2 separate regions of the Mus musculus genome follow, and region 2 is linked to region 1. The links are chromatin contacts, called in public Hi-C maps. All regions are on one chromosome and are shown on one strand. Each heading gives the region's core, a stretch centred on a gene start, on an enhancer-like site or on the middle of the called end of the contact. The rest is flanking DNA. Distances are from core to core; before and after follow the strand shown.

What was found. Hi-C and Micro-C count contacts between places; a contact is called where the count stands out from the background.
Region 2: a contact with region 1 is called in a Hi-C map of pre-pro-B cells, with 2.4 times the contacts expected there. The contact joins two enhancer-like sites. A contact is called at or near these places in 2 of 484 Hi-C or Micro-C datasets (granulosa cells and pre-pro-B cells) and 1 of 9 other capture datasets (pancreatic islet).

What each region holds. Positions count from the first base shown.
Region 1 is chr5:39,538,224-39,542,732 of GRCm38.p6, forward strand. 4930513D17Rik (RIKEN cDNA 4930513D17 gene) reads right to left here. Exons shown (of 6, transcript NR_045416.1): 2 at 655-761. Among named protein-coding and RNA genes, the nearest start is that of Gm25377, 19 kb to the left of the region's middle. Within about 2 kb of position 2,093, at least 3 of the 459 cell types and tissues checked have an H3K27ac peak or open chromatin away from gene starts, as enhancers often do. A contact at or near this core is called in pre-pro-B cells, where this site is marked.
Region 2 is chr5:39,628,421-39,632,929 of GRCm38.p6, forward strand. The region is part of intron 1 of Hs3st1 (heparan sulfate (glucosamine) 3-O-sulfotransferase 1); the gene reads right to left. Among named protein-coding and RNA genes, the nearest start is that of Hs3st1, 14 kb to the right of the region's middle. Within about 2 kb of position 2,466, at least 42 of the 459 cell types and tissues checked have an H3K27ac peak or open chromatin away from gene starts, as enhancers often do. A contact at or near this core is called in pre-pro-B cells, where this site is marked.

The DNA.
Region 1 (4,509 bases), core at 843-3,342:
TATTTAGGAAATATCCTTTTAATTACAACTTAAGACTAAATTATTTGGATATATTTCCAACAAGAAATGTGTTAGGCGAGTTGTGTGAAAACCTCAACATATATTGAGAAATCTAAACTAACACTTGAATGACCAGAATAGAAAACATATATCAAGATGAGAACACTGAAACTATTATTTCTTTTTAGATAGCTTAAAAGAAGAATTCAATTTCTGTTAAAATCCCAGTAGATTGTCTACTTAAATAAAAAAGATTAATCCAAATTTATCCCATAGAATATTAGAATATAACAATAATGACGAATTGTTTTAAAACAGTAATATAATTTAGAGAAGTAATTTTGTCAGGTACTAAAATGTCATAAATCTACAAAGACTTCCATATGGGTGGTTCTGATGAAAAGAATATATATATATATATATATATATATATATATATATATATATATATATATATACATATACATATACATATGAATGATAGGTATAGAAGCACAATGGACCAAGACATTCATATTTGACATGTTAATTCAACAATAAAATGAAAAGAGTTGTGTATATAAAAGGGCTAAATAAATTCAATATTGGAAAATTTTTAACGGTGTTCAAAACAGAATCCAATACATTATCAATAATAACATATAGCACACTTACATCAAGAAGAGAAGAACTTCACTGTCCATGCATAAATGAGTAAAGACCATCTTTTCCATGGAGGAAATGGATTTATTACTAAGGCATCAGATAAATGTTCAAAATTCCTAGTAATCAAAGGAAAATTAGGAAAAATTAAAATCATCACAAAGAAACCACATTGCTTAATATCAAATGTTCAAAGATACTTTAAAAGGGTAGTATGAATTTTCAAGTATACAAAGGGAGGACTAACTTTCATGCATTAGTAATTTTGTATAAATTGATGCAACCTCTTGGGAAAGCAATCTAGCAACATGTATCATATGCTTTATGCATATCTGTAATATTTAATTCAATACTTTCATTTCAGAAATGTTCTTAAAAAGAGATTAGTTATAAACATTCATCACAAAATTATTTGTAATTGCAAAAATGTTCAAAGAGCCTAAATGTCAACAAAGAGGGTTGATTACACATAGCCTTTTATTTTTAGCTACCAACAATATCTGAATCTGAATATTATATCATGAAAATTTCTTCTCACAAAAGAACAGCTCAAAGTAGAACACTAAATTGCCTATGGTATTAGAAATGAATGCACTAAGATTTATTCTAAGCATGGAATTTTACAGCACATAATAAATAACAGTAGCTGAGTTCCTAAAATATTTGATCCTAGGTTTGACTAGAGCTTCATAATTTTAGCCTCACCACTCTGTCAGATATGATAGTCACACAATGGCATTAGAGATCCCAAAAGCCCCATCATATTCATGCAAGTTCAGATACCTGATAACCAGATGGTTGGAACTTGAAATGTATCTACCTCAAAGCACACATTCTTTTTTTTTCTTTTTTATTATTAGATATTTTCTTTATTTACATTTCAAATGTTATCCCCTTTCCTGGTTCCCTGCTCCCAAGCCCCCTATCCCCTTTCACCTCCTCCTGCTTACCAACACACCCACCTCTGCTTCCTGGCCCTGCATTCCCCTACACTCGAGCATCAACCCTTCATAGGACCAAGGGGCTCTCTTCCCATTGATGACTGACAAGGCCATCTTCTGCTACTTATGCAGCTGGAGCTATGTGTCCCTCCATGTGTACTCTTTGGTATGTGGTTTAGTCCCTGGAAGTGATTCTTAAGCTATGCTTTGGAACTGATCTTCACAAAATGCAGAAGTAATTATCCACCAGCATTACAGCGATGAACATCTTTGACTGAATCACCCATATCATGTTCATCATCTTCATAACTGTGATAAAAAGGGTAAGATTTTTCATAAAGTTACCTGAGGACTCCTTTAGAAGATTGATAGTCCCTTTTTTAAAAGACGTATCCCATGGCCTCATCATTCTGGCTATTTCATTGAGCCGAGGAAAGCGGTTTCTGCTATACTTTCCACTAGCCATGCCACGATTACATGCCAATAGTGTAATCTGAGCATTAATATTTACTTCTCACAGTAGAAACTCACTTTCTGTTCCCAAATAATATATCTATTTTCTGAACTCTCTTGCATAAAGAACTCCCCAAAATATTTTCCAAAATAGTCCTTCCCAAATCCAAATTTCGACCCCAGGAAGGGCCCTACCTCTTCATTCTCATGATGGTTTTGTGTGTGTGTGTGTGTGTGTGTGTGTGTGTGTGTGTGTGTGTGTGCATCATTGTAGAGCATGACGAAGTTAGGACTTTATGAGTTACAGTGGCTCAGTATCTGTTTCACTCGCAGCACTGAGCTCCAGCTGTGCATGATGCAGGGGCTGGAAGACATTTACAACCAAACCTTTGCTGGCTGCTTCTGTTAATTTCCTGCTTCCAGTACTCCCTCAATGTTTGTGAACTTATGGCCTTCACAATAGGATAGACAACACCTTAAATTCCTGGTCTGTTTGTCAGTACCTGTGAATATTGCAGCCCAATATCTGAATAGATAGTTTCATAGAAAGGTACAGATGACATGAGAGCACCTAGGCATCACTTCTTAAATTTATTTACACTCTCAACCAACATTTCAGCTTTGAAATGACAAATACATGGGAAAGATCTTACAAAACCTACTTGTTTGGCATTTGCTTAGAGTTTGATCCCCAAGTATTCTGTGAGTGAATGAAATTCGCCTTTACCTTTCTAGAATTACTAGAGGCAGACATCTCAATAAAATGTCACCTTCCATTGTGCTATTTCTGCAAAGGAGCTGCATCAAGCACCAAGTGAGAGGAGGGTGGCTGAGGAGCAAGGTGCAAAGAGAAGCTTTTATGTTTGGCTCCAGAAACCTGTGAAGATGACGTGGGAAGGTTGAGACTACCATGTAGGCCTTAGAAATCAAGATAGGGTCCTGAGAGAGCACTATTTGCGAAACTGGTGCTCCATAAGGACATTTAGAATAAAATATGCAAAGAGGGAAAAAAAAAAAAAGAATGGGGCTGGGAAGAGGGGGGCACAAAGAGTTAATTATTCAATTACAAGTTTGCAGAGGAAACAGAGTACAAACAGAAAAAGAGTTTAAAAGCAATAGTAATTCTATTCAATGTAATTCAATTAATTGTGCTATTGTTGAAAAGTCAAGTAAAATAGACTGAAAACTTTTTCAATTCTGCCTTAGAAATATTACCACAATGTATTATACAAAACTATTCATTTTTAACATAATATTCCTTTCCTGGCATCTATTCCCTCCCTCTGACATGTTTATAAATTAAAATTTTCTCTTCTCTATACTCAACTAATATGGTTGATCTGGGAGAGGCCCATTATACATTCTAGTTCTAGTCTACATTTCTCGGGACAAGAATGTTTCAAACAATGGACCACCAAAACCTATCTGTTGTAGATTAAATAAGTTCTTAACTAAACTGGTTGAAATTTCTATTAGCCAAAGGAAAGTAAACCAAGAACAAATTGATTGTCTATATCTACTCTATTGATTGTTTGCCTGTATATTGTTTGCCTTCGTCATTGTTCTATTGCTGTGAAGAGACACCCTGACAGAAAGAAAAGCATTTAACTGGGGCTAGATTACAGTTCAGTGGTTTAGTCCATTATGATCATGGAGGGAATCATACTGGTATGCAGGCAGACATGGTGCTACAGAGGTAACTGAGAATTCTGCATCCAAATCAGCAGACAGAAGAATAGGGGACACTGGGCCAGGCTTAGACTCCTGAAATCTCAAAGCCCAATTCCAGTGACACCCTTCCTTTAACAAGGCCACAACTACCCCAACAAGGGCACACCTTTTAATCCCTATTGAGTATCTCCATTCCCTAGTGACCAAGCAGTCAAATATATGAACCTATGAGGGGCATTCCTTTTCAAACCACCACAGTGACTTTTGAGTCCACTGTCTCCTCGTTTGAGCCTCCATTTGGACTTTAGTTTCTATAAACCCATAGTGCTATAATAAATCTTTTACTCTCAGCTACTTTAAGTTGGATTTTGCTATTGGAAAATATTATCTTACCCAAAAAATGAATTGGTTCTGCAATAGGTAACACATTCTGAAAGGGTACACATTATAATCTCTCTCTCTCTCTCTCTCTCTCTCTCTCTCTCTTACCATGCAAGATTTATTTTTATTAGATATTTTCTTTATATACATTTCAAATGCTATCCCAAAATTTTCCTATAAACCCCTGCCCTGCTCCCCTACCCACTCACTTCTTGGCCCTGGCATTCCCCTGTATTGTGGCATATCAAGTTTGCAATACCAAGGGGCCTCTCTTCCCAGTGATGGCTGACTAGGCCATCTTCTGCTACATATGTAGCTCAAGATACAAGCTCTGGGGGTACTGGTTAGTTCATATTGCTGTTCCACCTATAGGGTTACAGACCCCTTCAGCTCCTTGGGTGCTTTCTCTAACTTCTTCACT
Region 2 (4,509 bases), core at 1,216-3,715, 91 kb after region 1:
CACAAACCATGGGGAATTATACTTAAAAACAAAAACCAAACAAACCAAAACAACATTTAAATGCTATTTAAGGTCAACATGCCTTTGTTATGATTATCAGCCTGTGCCACAAAACGAATTAGTGCCTCAATCTTCTCTGATTTGAACTTCAATTTTTCCATAATGATTCTATGACAAATAAGGGACACCTGTTTTGTTATCTTGCTCATCTAAAAGCTATGTCATCTATCCAGATATGCTGCCCTTGATGAGAGTCTGGTGGAGGTCCTTTATTATTTCTTACTCTAATTTCACTATCTTCAGATCAAATCTGATGGCACCTGTCAAGAAAGATCACTAGGATCCCCATCTTGCCTTCTTTCCGAATGTGAATACAAAATGATTGACTTGTGTTTTATACCTTTAAAATATGATTTGTTTTTACTTAGATAAAGCATTTGAATCTCTTGGCATCAACAGGAAACTTCCTAGCATCAGCCAAATGAATCCGAATCCGGCACTCACAATGGGAAGGTTTGCGGAGTTAAGAGTTTGGCTTTGAACCCTAGCTCCACAGACCTTCTCCTGTGTAGCCCAGATCAAATCCTGTGATCTGTGTGCCTCATTGTCTAATCTGAGATGTGAAGATTGCAACAGCACAGACTTTGTAGGGTTGTCTGGAAACCAAAGGAAGTGTTAGTATAGAAAGGGCTAAAGAGGCGAACTGGCATAGAGAAAACCCTCACGAAATGTCAGCCATTGTTACTCTCTGACTTCTGTCTTCCATTATAGCAGATAAAGGCTCTATTCAGATGGTCTAAGTAACTAGCCTAGATAATCCCAGGCACGTACAACAGGTCCCTACAAAGACTCCCTTGCTTGAAAGGACCTGTGCACAGAAATGGATCCAGGTCAAGCTACTGTAAGAAGCTGGGGCCCAGTTCAGCTTTGTGCTCTGAGTTCTTTGTGACCTTGCTCAAGACTTGGGAATATTGTAGACCTCACTTGAACAGGGAAGTAATTAGGACATCTTAAAAGAGAAACATTCAGAAAATTAAGACACGTTTTCTTGTGTCATAGTAGTTACCTCAGATTCCAAACAGGACAAGGGGTTAGCCATAAACCCTTATCACTTACCATCAGTCTAACACACACATGTTAAATGCAACAACACATTTCAAATTTGCAAGTTGCTAAGGTATTCTTGATAAAGAGTGGGGGAGGAAGGGAACTGTTTTTAATAGAGAAATCACAATTAATAGGGAAATCTACTGTTTTCAGATCACAGTTGATACTACTTATTCAATGAATATTAATGGAACTAAAGATCTGGTATGGAGTAGATGAAATAGGCTAAAGAACAGCCTATTAAAGGATGTTTAGTCATTACAAGAATGAAGTAAGATGAGACTGCAGTACGCTGTTATGGACAGGATGCATTTGAATGTCTCTTCCCCAAGGGCCCACTGTGCAAGGATATTATGGACAGAGAAACAGCCACTTCCACAACCAGAGGTAAACGACTGGAACTGATATGACATGAGCAACTGAAAGAAGTTTGCAGTGTGCTTCTTGCAGAAGACACCGAAGATGATTTGGAGGCCTTGGAAAACAAGAACAGAGGTCAGCACTTTTGACTGAGGTCCATGCCACAGCACAGGGATAGGGAAACAGGTAAAGAAAATAAATCCTGCCTCAGGTCTGTCTCCTTGGAGGCCATACTTTTCCTTCAGGGTGTCAGTTTTCCATTTAGAGAGGGAGAAAGGCCACTCTGCGGCTCTACTTGAGAGAACATGAGAATTCAGTGCACTATTATAAAATCCACCCTGACTTTCCTGATGCAAAGACTTTCCATATACAGGAACTTGATGGCATATACTCTGCTGTAACCTGGACAAAAATGATAACAATAATCTAGATTTTGAAAGAGCTATATCTGTCCCCTTAAATAACTGTCCTAAGAATGATAGGAAATTGCAACAGTCCAAACACTTACACTTGAGAGAAAAGGTTCCCCCCTCAATACAAAAATGTTGCATATTTTTCCTTACAGAGAAAACAATAACAGAAAGAAAAAAAAAAAGGCAGACTACAGGACACAAAGTTTCCTAGCCTGGTCTTTATAATGGACCTTAAAATCTACTCAGGTAAGGAAAGAGAGCAGGTAACAATAACCTCACGCACTGGCCTGTCTAAGCCAGTTAGGCCCAACCCTAGTAAGCCCTGCGACCAGATTCCTACCACGTGGCCTGATGTCAACCCAAGGCTCTTCCATAGCTTCATTTGGGATGTATGTGACAAAGCTGAGACTGAGAATGGGGATCAGTATGAGCGGGCTCAGACTGCAAGACTCAAAAATAATGGTGTCCTAGAAACAAGAGACTTGAACCCCAGGAGAGCTCTTTCACAGAAAGGCTCTGGTGAGGGATCCCAGCCAAAGGCAGAGAAGGGGAAGCAAGGACCTTGACTACGGAAGGGCTACCTACACAGGCTGAGTTAACTTCCTTAGACAACAAGGGGCAGCTGTGCTTCTGAACTCACACATGAGCTTGCCCTCAAAGCTGATGTTTCTATTTATAATAAGTGAACTTCGAATTCATAATAATAGTACTTTCACTTCCCAACTACAAGGACCACATCCGTCCCTTGAACCTCGCTCAGCAAATCCATCTACATACATTTCATTCTCTATTGCACTGTTGCACCAGGACTTAGGGCAAGGCACCAAGCAACATGCAGAATTAGTTGTCCTGTTGTCTGGGACCCAAGTCCTCAGGGACATAGCCAAGTCAACAGTGGTTATAACCACATCCTCTGGAAGACTAGCGCTTTCCCAGTCCAGGAGATGTGTCTCGCTTATTCAAGTCACTTAAGCGTGAGGTGACAGCCTACTTCTCACGATCTCTGATTTGAGTTGCTTGCTTCATGGAGGCTGACGACAGGGCCCTGCACACTCAAGTCTCTCAGGGCTCCTGTAAGAGAGCAGCAACCACTGTTTTAAGCAGATCAGGTCGCAGCCTGAAGGGAAACCAAACACACCCCAATGTAGCAAACAGGAGATGGCTCCTAAATTCACAGGTCCTCCCTCCCTAAGAACCAAAGCATAGGGCCATCATGTACCTGGAAAAGAAATCTGTGCTGGTCTCCACCCAGGACATGATTTGCCATGGGATATGGATGTATCAGGGAATCACCCAGAAAGAACGTAAGGATGACCCAGAGTGACATTGAAGACAAAAGGCAAAGAGGCTCTGGAACAAGAGGCAATGTGCCCTAGATGTGGGGATACTCATGGCCCTGATCCATGTGGCGAAAATCACAGGGCTCCCTTTATTAGACTACAGAAAATGAAGTGGGGAGGGATTTCAGTGGACACACCAGCTGCCCAACTTGGAAGCTCATTAATACTTTCACTTTTTAAAGGCAAAACAGAACAAGAAGAGAGAACATTTACACACCTACTATATGCATTAAATGCTCCAACTAATTAAATGGACTGTCATTAAAATCACCATTAAATGCATCATTGCACTTAATCATGAAGACTGAAAAGGCGGGTAGCAGGTTCTCTGGTGTTTTCATTCAACAGTTATTATGTACCAACAATAGTCTGCTGGGCTATAGGGGCGTCTTTTGGCAAATTCCCCATACTCTATAACTCCATCTCCTGAAATAGATTTAATATTAAATAAATGCGCAAAGAGAATTGTATAAATTGAAATTATGAGTGAATAGCCAAGGAAGAGAGAAGTGGTTTACGTTCCCAAGGTGGCATCTGTACCTTGCATATGTCCTGGTATGAGATCACAACTATGTCTAAACATATAACACTGCAGTTTCTGAGATTTCCCATTGCACCAGGGGACAGGGGAGTTTGTTTATCTCTGAGTTTTGTAAAGATTGCCCAGGACATCAGGAAAGACTAACAAGGGGAAATATTGAAGACTGTGAATGGTTGCAAATGTTATAGAGCCAGCTGAGGGGAAGAGAGGAAAGCAGACAGATAAAAGATCTGTATTTTAGCTGAAGATAGCAATAAAAAAGAAGTTATGAAGTTCAGCCTGATCAATCACTGCCTGCCCTGTACAAACACAGCTATAATAGTTGCTCAAAGAGAGATCAATTTGAGCTTTCCATTGACAATTAATTTTCTGCTTTCATTGTTTCGAATGCCTCTGTGCCTCAGTTTCCTATTATATTTGTATTCACACACACACACACACACACACACACACACACCTATTTACCTGTGGGCTAATTTTTGATGGCTAGGAACTATTGGGGAAATCTAAAGGGTTTTGAGAATTCTCTTCCTGCTTAAAGGACAGCGAGGCCCCAGGTCAATGCCCCCCTCCTTTAGAGCAAAGTACTGAGATCACATGTTTGAGGGACACTGGGAGCTTTCACTACACTAGTGTGGGGCACCAACACATAAAAGGGTCAGTGAACTATACTCAAGATGGTATTCTTGGTTTTCAACTAAAATCTGCTTTTCCAACAAGAGACACTAACAATGAGTATCAGGTGCCA